Regions from separate parts of the Mus musculus genome. Here region 1 is linked to region 2. The links are chromatin contacts, called in public HiChIP or PLAC-seq maps. All regions are on one chromosome and are shown on one strand. Each heading gives the region's core, a stretch centred on a gene start, on an enhancer-like site or on the middle of the called end of the contact. The rest is flanking DNA. Distances are from core to core; before and after follow the strand shown. Region 1 overlaps Rsu1 (Ras suppressor protein 1). Region 2 overlaps Pter (phosphotriesterase related).

The links. HiChIP or PLAC-seq counts read pairs in DNA pulled down with a chosen protein or histone mark.
Region 1: an H3K27ac HiChIP or PLAC-seq map of thymic regulatory T cells shows a contact between it and region 2, with 4 times the contacts expected there. The contact joins two enhancer-like sites. A contact is called at or near these places in 4 of 39 promoter capture datasets (the C10 cell line, the HPC-7 cell line, liver and 1 more), 1 of 15 datasets of contacts at CTCF or cohesin (the NIH/3T3 cell line), 1 of 484 Hi-C or Micro-C datasets (nephron progenitors) and 1 of 115 datasets of contacts at active chromatin or transcription factors (thymic regulatory T cells).

What each region holds. Positions count from the first base shown.
Region 1 is chr2:13,231,505-13,235,552 of GRCm38.p6, forward strand. All of the region lies in intron 3 of Rsu1 (Ras suppressor protein 1), which reads right to left. Among named protein-coding and RNA genes, the nearest start is that of Rsu1, 38 kb to the right of the region's middle. Within about 2 kb of position 1,942, at least 31 of the 459 cell types and tissues checked have an H3K27ac peak or open chromatin away from gene starts, as enhancers often do. A contact at or near this core is called in thymic regulatory T cells, where this site is marked.
Region 2 is chr2:12,975,931-12,980,047 of GRCm38.p6, forward strand. It overlaps Pter (phosphotriesterase related), which reads left to right. Exons shown (of 6, transcript NM_001305437.1): 3 at 2,230-2,687. It also overlaps the pseudogene Gm52597. Among named protein-coding and RNA genes, the nearest start is that of C1ql3, 33 kb to the right of the region's middle. Within about 2 kb of position 1,536, at least 7 of the 459 cell types and tissues checked have an H3K27ac peak or open chromatin away from gene starts, as enhancers often do. A contact at or near this core is called in thymic regulatory T cells, where this site is marked.

The sequences.
Region 1 (4,048 bases), core at 692-3,191, 260 kb after region 2:
CCTCCATGCACATCATAGCAAGTGTATCCCAACACACACATACAGAGACTTACAGACACACACATACACACACACACACATATATATATATAGATAGATATACAAAGACACACATACACACACACACACACAAGCACACACCATGCACACATACATCCAGACACACACACACGCACACGCATCACGCACACACACAGAGACACACACAGATACATACACAAGTGTTGCCATACAACACCCGACCTGTCTCTACTGGACCACATTTGCTCATGATGAATTTGTTCCTGGTTGAAGTAATTCAGTGACTTTGTATGTTGTTTGTCCTACCCACCCTACCACACACAGATACTCACATACATAGATGCACACAGACATGCACACACAGACACACACACAGAGATCCATACACACAGACACATACACAGATATACACAAACATAGACACACACAGATGTGTATATACATATGCACCACGTGCACAAACAGATATACACAAATATACACACAGATATACTCAGAGACACACACAGACATGCACACAGAGACACACAGACACACACATACACATGCAGAGAGACACACACAGACACATACCATGAACACACAATAACCAATAAAAATGTAAACGTAAGTATTCTGGATGCTGCAATAAAGAATGTAAATGTGGTGTTATTTCGTTACACTCTAGGCTTTTACAGCCTTTCTTTGAAAGAGTAAAGAGTAGTGAAGAGTACTAAGTTAGCTCGTTCCTACAAGGAAGATAAAGAAATGCTACCAACAACAGGATAATACGTGAAAATAAGCAAGGCTTCTCAGGATATATAACAGGAGCGATCTAACCATTCTAGAAAAGACGGACAGGTAGCATTTTCTGCAGCCTGAATGACGCCAACACTACAGAGTCTGTGTGGAATTGCTGGTGAAAGTCAAGTCACAGAGCCAGCCGTCAATCCTTACCCAACACAACTAGAGACCAGCCCCATATTCCGACCAGATGCAGTGTCCAGACTCCTTACATATGTGCTGTTCCTACAGCAAACCAGGAATCCTACCTAGCCTTAGGTGCCATTTCAATGACTCCATGTAAAAAAGAGATCTTAACTCTCACATGATTCTGGAAATTTTATATGCAAATAAAAAAGGTCATTTGTACTTAGGGTGATTAATTACCTTTGCTTTCTGGCCAAAAACACACGGTGAATAATGAAGTGATTATATATTACTGTTCGAGTTTGAAGTTTGAACTAATCATGTTGTGCTTCACAGATTTTATGGGATTTTCTCCAAAGCAGCTATTAAAGCAGTGAATTACGGTAGTTATAGGTTATTTAAAAACATAAAGTTTATGAAACACTGAAGCAAGTTTTCTTTTAACAGGTTTTAGATGGCCCTCAAGGTAAAAGTAAAAATTCGCCAATTATCTAAGCCCCTACCTTAATAAAGGCCACCATCTCCCCAAATATTATTAGACATACAGGTAACTAAAGTAATTCTACCTGTGGCTAATCAACAAGTATTTGCTGAGCATGAGTGCCCAAGGGCACACATGTTTCATGGGCCTCCTTAGGATTCTGCAGCTTAAATAGTTTTATGAACCACAAAACCACAAAAACAAAACAAAACAAAAAAAAAAAAATCCTGAGTTAACCACTGCACAGACACACAACTGTGGTGTCACCCTCTTACCAACTACAAAGCGAACAATCAGTTATATAAAAATTAGAAGGAAATTGTAACAAACAAGCAATAAAGTGGGTTTGTAATATGAAGCCAAACAGGCAAAAATGTACGTCCCTGAGCTACAAAAAGGGCATGCACAACCACACGCAACTCCTAAAGATATGACGGGTGTGAACTGCCTCCCTTCTGAGCAGACACAATTTGACTGGCACCTAGAGTCTGCATTAGCTTAGCAGAAAAGAAATATGTTCCTAATCACACGTGGTGTGGTTTTGGTTCCCCACTAACTCAGTCACACATCAGCAGCTAGCTTTGCCTGGGGAGCTGGTTGGGACCATCACATCCAAAGGAGGAGAAACGGCTCTGGAAGCCGGGGAGAGGAAGTGACGTCCAGTGAAACGGAAGATCAGGACAGACATCCTGCTTCAAAAAATACCTCGAAAGTTTAGAAAGACGAAGAGAAACAAGAGACAAAAATTAAAAAGACACACATCCTCCATCAACAGAGGAAGCAAGCTTGGGGCGTAAACAACCTGCTCAGCCTCTTTGATGTGTATGCTTTATTATATGTAATACACTATAATAGTATAGTTAATATAATGTAGTATATGAACACATGTATGTTCAGGTGTGATTATGAACAATAAGCGGCAGATAACACTTAATTAAGTCCAACCGTCAGCACTTGCTCAGAGCACCGTTTGCCCACATTTCTGCCTTTCTTTACAACTGAGAATGACCACGGAGAGGCCGCATGGGGTGCTCTGCCTATCAGACCATGTGCTTAGAGGCTGAGGAAAGGGGTCATTCCGTGAACAGGGAAGAGAGGGGAGGTGACGAAGATGGCCAGAGACAGAACAAGACACACAAACCACCCTCCAACCTTGGCAAGTCTGCCTGGTCTAACGGAAACAAAGATCAGAGCCACAGAAGTGTTCGGTCCATTAAGCACTGGGTTTCCCTTGCCTGGAACAGTTAAAGTGCACACATAAATCACTTAAAGAAGTAGCCAGGGGAGATGGCAGTGCAGAGGCTCAGGGTGCAGAAGATCAGAACCTCTGACTCTGATTATTTAACCACGTTAAGTGTAATTCCTCCACTTAACAGAGGGTACAGTTTGATGAATGCTATCTCTCGCCTTGCTTAATTCTCAGTTAACTCCACATGTGGGGTGCTGTCCCCCACAGCCTGATGAGCTGTGGGGAGCCTTCTGTTTTACACACCACATGGTCGTGGTTTATTTTGAAGGGGAAGAGGGCCTCACAGAAACAAGGGGAGTTCATCTAAGCTTTCTGACGGACGGCATAGGAGCTATGACTTCAGAGATGAAAGTGGTAACATAAAGAGAAGAAGGAACATAGAGGTGAGGAGAAAGGATACTGAAAATAAAAATTATGAAAAAAAATCAAACAAAAGACAGTTCAGACTGAATAGAAAATCAAAATTCTGTCAACAGTTAATTAATCACACCAGGACAAGTCTGTCCTACTGGACTGAGTAACAGAGAAAGCGAAAGTGGTCACAAGAATTTTATTACTTAAAAATTAATATATATGTATATATGTATAGGCACATTCCACTCAAGACTAGGGGTGGGCTCTAAGATTACAAATGCAATCTTATTTTTAAATGTAAATTCAAGCTAATAAATCAGGTGGCGCCTACTGGCACTTTTTATACCTGCTTCTCATTCATTTAGAAAATCATCTTTTGAACGCTCTGGAAAACTTTCTTCAAGAACCAGCGTCAAGTCTATCTGCTCTGCAAATACACCACTGCTGCCTTCACTCAGTCCCGCGGTTTCCAAACCTGAGATGTGCGGGCTTAAAGAACTGATGTACGGGCAGAGCAGGACCCAAAGCCAGTGACATCACAGGAGAGCAGGACCCAAAGCCAGTGACATCACGGGCACCATGTGTGCTTCTGAAGCGACTATGCTCAGTTTTGCTTTAATTCTTAAAACAACGACAAAGCTCAATAATTTAAGAATAATTAAAATACATACACCTGTATATTGCACATCCTAGACTATGTACACACACTTCCTTTGTTCTTTCTGTCTCTCTCTGTCTCTCTGTCTCTGTCTGTCTGTCTGTCTGTCTCTCTCTCTCTCTCTCTCTCTCTCTCTCTCTCTCTCTCTCTCGTGTGTGTGTGTGTGTGTGTGTGTGTTTTCTGTTGTGCTCAATTTAACCTTGGCTGGCTCGTTATGGTGCTACATCATCAGAGAACACTGTATGCATGCATCATCAGAGAACACTGTATGCATGTTCTATTTTGCTATTAAGTCACTTCTGTTTGACAGGCGTTGACCTCTTCAAGATCAGCCCCTAGGATGGAAACAGGACAGTAATTTGGAAGGTAGCAGGCT
Region 2 (4,117 bases), core at 286-2,785:
ACTCTCATGTTCTCTGTGAAAAATATAAATGAGTCACTTATGACTGTCAGTAAACTATCCCAGACAGCTAAGTTCACTGTCATTGAAGTGGCTGGACAAAGATTGACTTATAATTTGTAAACCTTTTCCTTTTTCCCTGACCTATTACAGGGAAAACAGAACCTTTTCCACAGAACCAGAAAACAGAACCAGATCCACAACCTTTCTTTTGTAGAAAGAAGTGATGTAGTCAAAGTGCAGAATAATTCTGCTCTCTGTTGACTATAGACTGTGTTCCACTTTTGACAATATTTTTATGTGTAGTATTCGCTTGCATTTGCCTTAATTCCTACTTATTTTGATTCCTAAGTAATGCATAGTCTCTAATTTATTTATGAGAAACAAGATGCTCAGCTAATCATAGATAGGGACTAGAAGATGCTTCCGTTGTTAAAGTCTTTTCCTTATAGACATGAGGACCTGAATTCTGTCCCTAGAACCCACATACATTGTATGTGGGTCCTAGGGACTGAAAAGGTATGTTAGTAGACACTAGGAGTCCTATAATCAGGGTTAGTCATAGGTAGAAGCCTGCAGCTTGCCTTCTCTGTGAGCTCTAGTCCAGGGGGAGACTCTGTCTCAAAAGAACATGGTGAATGGCTTCAGAGGACTGATACCCGAGGTTGACCTCTGATCTCCACATGCACAGGCTCGAAATGATGCACTACCCCCCTCCCCACATACAGAGAAGGCTTCCAAAGATATGGGGGGACTAATTTTAGAATGTCTGTGGTAGGAACACTTTGAAAGCTTTCAAAGCTACTCTGTTCTTCCAGCCTCATGATCATGTCTGCCAGGTCCTCTGGGTGGAGCTTCATTTCGGGCAGTGCTCTGGCGGCGGTGGCTACAGTGTGTCTATTCACCAAGTCCACTGTCACCTTTTCCATTCAGTCTGCTGTATTAGGGGTACACATTGAACATGGGAATGCTGGAATAGGAATTCTTGCTGTCACTGAGAGAAAAACCTGGGCAGATACTCTTTGTGTCTGAAAGGAAATTATGTGAGCAATAAAGAGGTTTTTGCTCCTTCTAGAGATGGCAGCTGATTCCTGTTTCAGCAGCATTCTAGGCTTGTTTCTGTTGCCGTGATAAAATACCCCGACACAAAGCAGCTTAGAGGGGGAGAGGTTCATTTTAACTCCAGTTCCAGATGACGACAGTCCATCATTGTAGAGGAGTCACAGAGACAGGCACTGAGACAGCTGGTCACAGCATACCCAGTCAAAAGCAAAGAGAAGCGAGCTCATAAACACTGCTTGCTTGCTTGCTTGTGCTCAGCTCAATTTCTCCACTCTGATAAAGTTCTGGATCCCCTACCTAGGGAATGCGTGTTGCCATCCATAATGGTCTGGGTCATTCCATGCCCATTAATGTAATAAAGAGAATTCCCTATAGAAATACCCAAACTCAGTGAAGACACTTCCTCACTGAGTCTCCCTTTAGGTTGCGTCGTGTTGACATTCAGCTTTTAACCATCACAGATAACATCGTAGTCACTTTCATTGTAACAGTGAAGTTTTCCTTTTATGTATTGAAAGGTCACTTTCAGTTTGCACTATGCAATAAACCCCCTTGAAAGTGAAAGGGCTTGTTTCTTCTTATTTTTGACATTAATAAACCTACTTATGCATTTCTTCTTTCCTCAATGATTTTGTGGCCATCCCCTATGAAGTGAGGCAGGTTAGAGGTTCTGTGTTATGCTTCGGGCATATAGCAGGCCGTGAGCGGAAGTTCATTTACTTCAGGAGCAAATGGGTAGTACCGTGAGTAGAAGCCTCAGTATATTTCATTTGGATAAGAAGGGGGAAATGGTATTAATGCATGGCTGATTTTAATAGGAGCTTTTGGTAACAAAGGGAGGAGGGATTTATATGATTTTTGTTCAAGTATCCAAAAAAGCATAGCTAAAACTGAGACAAAAAAAAAAAAGAAATATAAATCTGAACTGAACTGAAGAAATATTTCCAATAAATAAGTTTAGAGCTGATCTGTCAGAGGAGACCTGATGGAAGGGACTGGGGACATTTTATTCATGCATCCCACTTGGGGCAGATGACAAATGAGGTCATATCTCTAGTTTCATTGATTCATTCTCTAGTTTCATTGGCATATCCACAACCCCCACTCTCCACTGACAGACTACATGCTTGTGTTAAATTTTCTAATTCCATATTCCCTTTTCCTCTCTAGAGAAAATCCCTGAGACACTATCAGGAATGTCTTCCTTAAGTGGGAAAGTACAAACAGTTCTGGGCCTTGTAGAACCCAGCCAACTGGGACGCACCCTGACCCACGAGCATCTGACAATGACCTTTGACAGTTTTTACTGCCCACCTCCTCCATGCCACGAAGTCACCTCCAAGGAACCTATCATGATGAAAAATCTATTTTGGATTCAGAAAAACCCCTATTCCCATCGAGAGAACCTTCAGTTGAATCAGGAGGTAGGAGCCATAAGAGAAGAGCTGTTGTATTTCAAGGCTAAGGGCGGAGGAGCCTTGGTGGAGAATACGACAACTGGGCTCAGCAGGGACGTGCATACGCTGAAGTGGCTGGCAGAGCAGACTGGAGTCCACATCATAGCTGGAGCTGGGTTTTATGTTGATGCAACTCACTCTGCAGCAACCAGAGCCATGTCAGTGGAGCAGGTAAAAAGCACTACTTAGAATGCTGTTTGTATATACATTTAGGACACCCTAAATGCAATTGGTTCAGAAGTAGTTGGATACATGAAAAAAAAATAGCTAGCTCGCAAAGACATCTGGTAACTGGACCCCAGAGTGTTCGGACTCCGTGTCTTCCCAGTGATGAGGAAGGAGCTCTGGACACACTCGTCATTGACAATTCCAATGTGTTAATGCTCAGTCTGTATGAACCCTATCAGAGCTCAGTGGTTCTGCTTCAGTCTCTTTGTAAACCTCGTTTTCCCACCATCAGCTGCTTCAGCTTTCCCCTCGGGTTTTTATAATAACCAGCAATGAAAATTCACAGTAGGGTGAGACTTGGCAGGCAGAGACTTGGTACATTTGCCAACACAGCTTCTTCTCTTATTACAAGCCAGGAGGGATGGGAGAAGGTCTGTTCTCTTATTTGTAATATTAAGTAAGAATGGGCAGAAAGGAGCAAAGTTTGCAAGGACCCAAAGAAAGAAGTTTCGGGGCTCTGTTGCACATGTGTGTGTTCTCTTATTAAACATGTGTGTCATTTTACATGCATTTACATATGGTATGTATTCCTATATTATTTCCCATAACTTGTTTCACAGGCATAAAATGTCAGGTAAACTCTTGGTAAAATATCTGTTAGTATTTAGAACGACTTTTAAAATATTTTCATCTGTGTTATATCCCAATATGCTTTTAAATACATACATTTATATTAGTTGGAGACTGAGCTAATGAGAAGGGTAATATACTTGTCAAACCATGCTTTGACGCAAGTAATGTAAATATTGTGTTATGAGTTTTCTAAGCGGAATGTAGGATAGAATTAAAGAAGTATTTGACTCAGTTGGCAGATTCAGTGGCATCTATAGGTGCTGCTCCCAGATTAAAATAAAGAAACCCCCTTGATTTCATTCTGCACAGTAAGAAAACCTTCTCTAGTAACGAACTATAGAAATGATCCCTGAAGTATAGTCTTCCTTTTTTTCATTCTTAACACACAGTCTTTCTCTTTCTCTGTACTGCATCTTCAAGCTATAAGATCATAAATCTTATAATAACTTGTTGAATTTGCAAATTAGTCAGAAAAAAAATTCTATGTTCATTAGCCAGTACTCACTAAGTCAGTGTTGTTTTTTGTGTGTCCAAGTGTGGATGTGTGTGCATGCATGCATACGTGTGTGTGTGTGTGTGTGTGTGTGTGTGTGTATGTGTGTATGTGTGTGTGTGTGTGTGTCTGAGTGTGTCTGAGTGTGTCTGTGTGTAGTGTTAATATATGTGCATGTGCATGGCAGGGGACACGTATGTGGAAGCTGGAGGACAACCTCAGGTATCATCTTTAGGAAAACTGTTCATCTCCTTTGAGATGGGGTCTCTCATTGGCCTGGAGCTAATTGGCAAAATGCTATACCAGC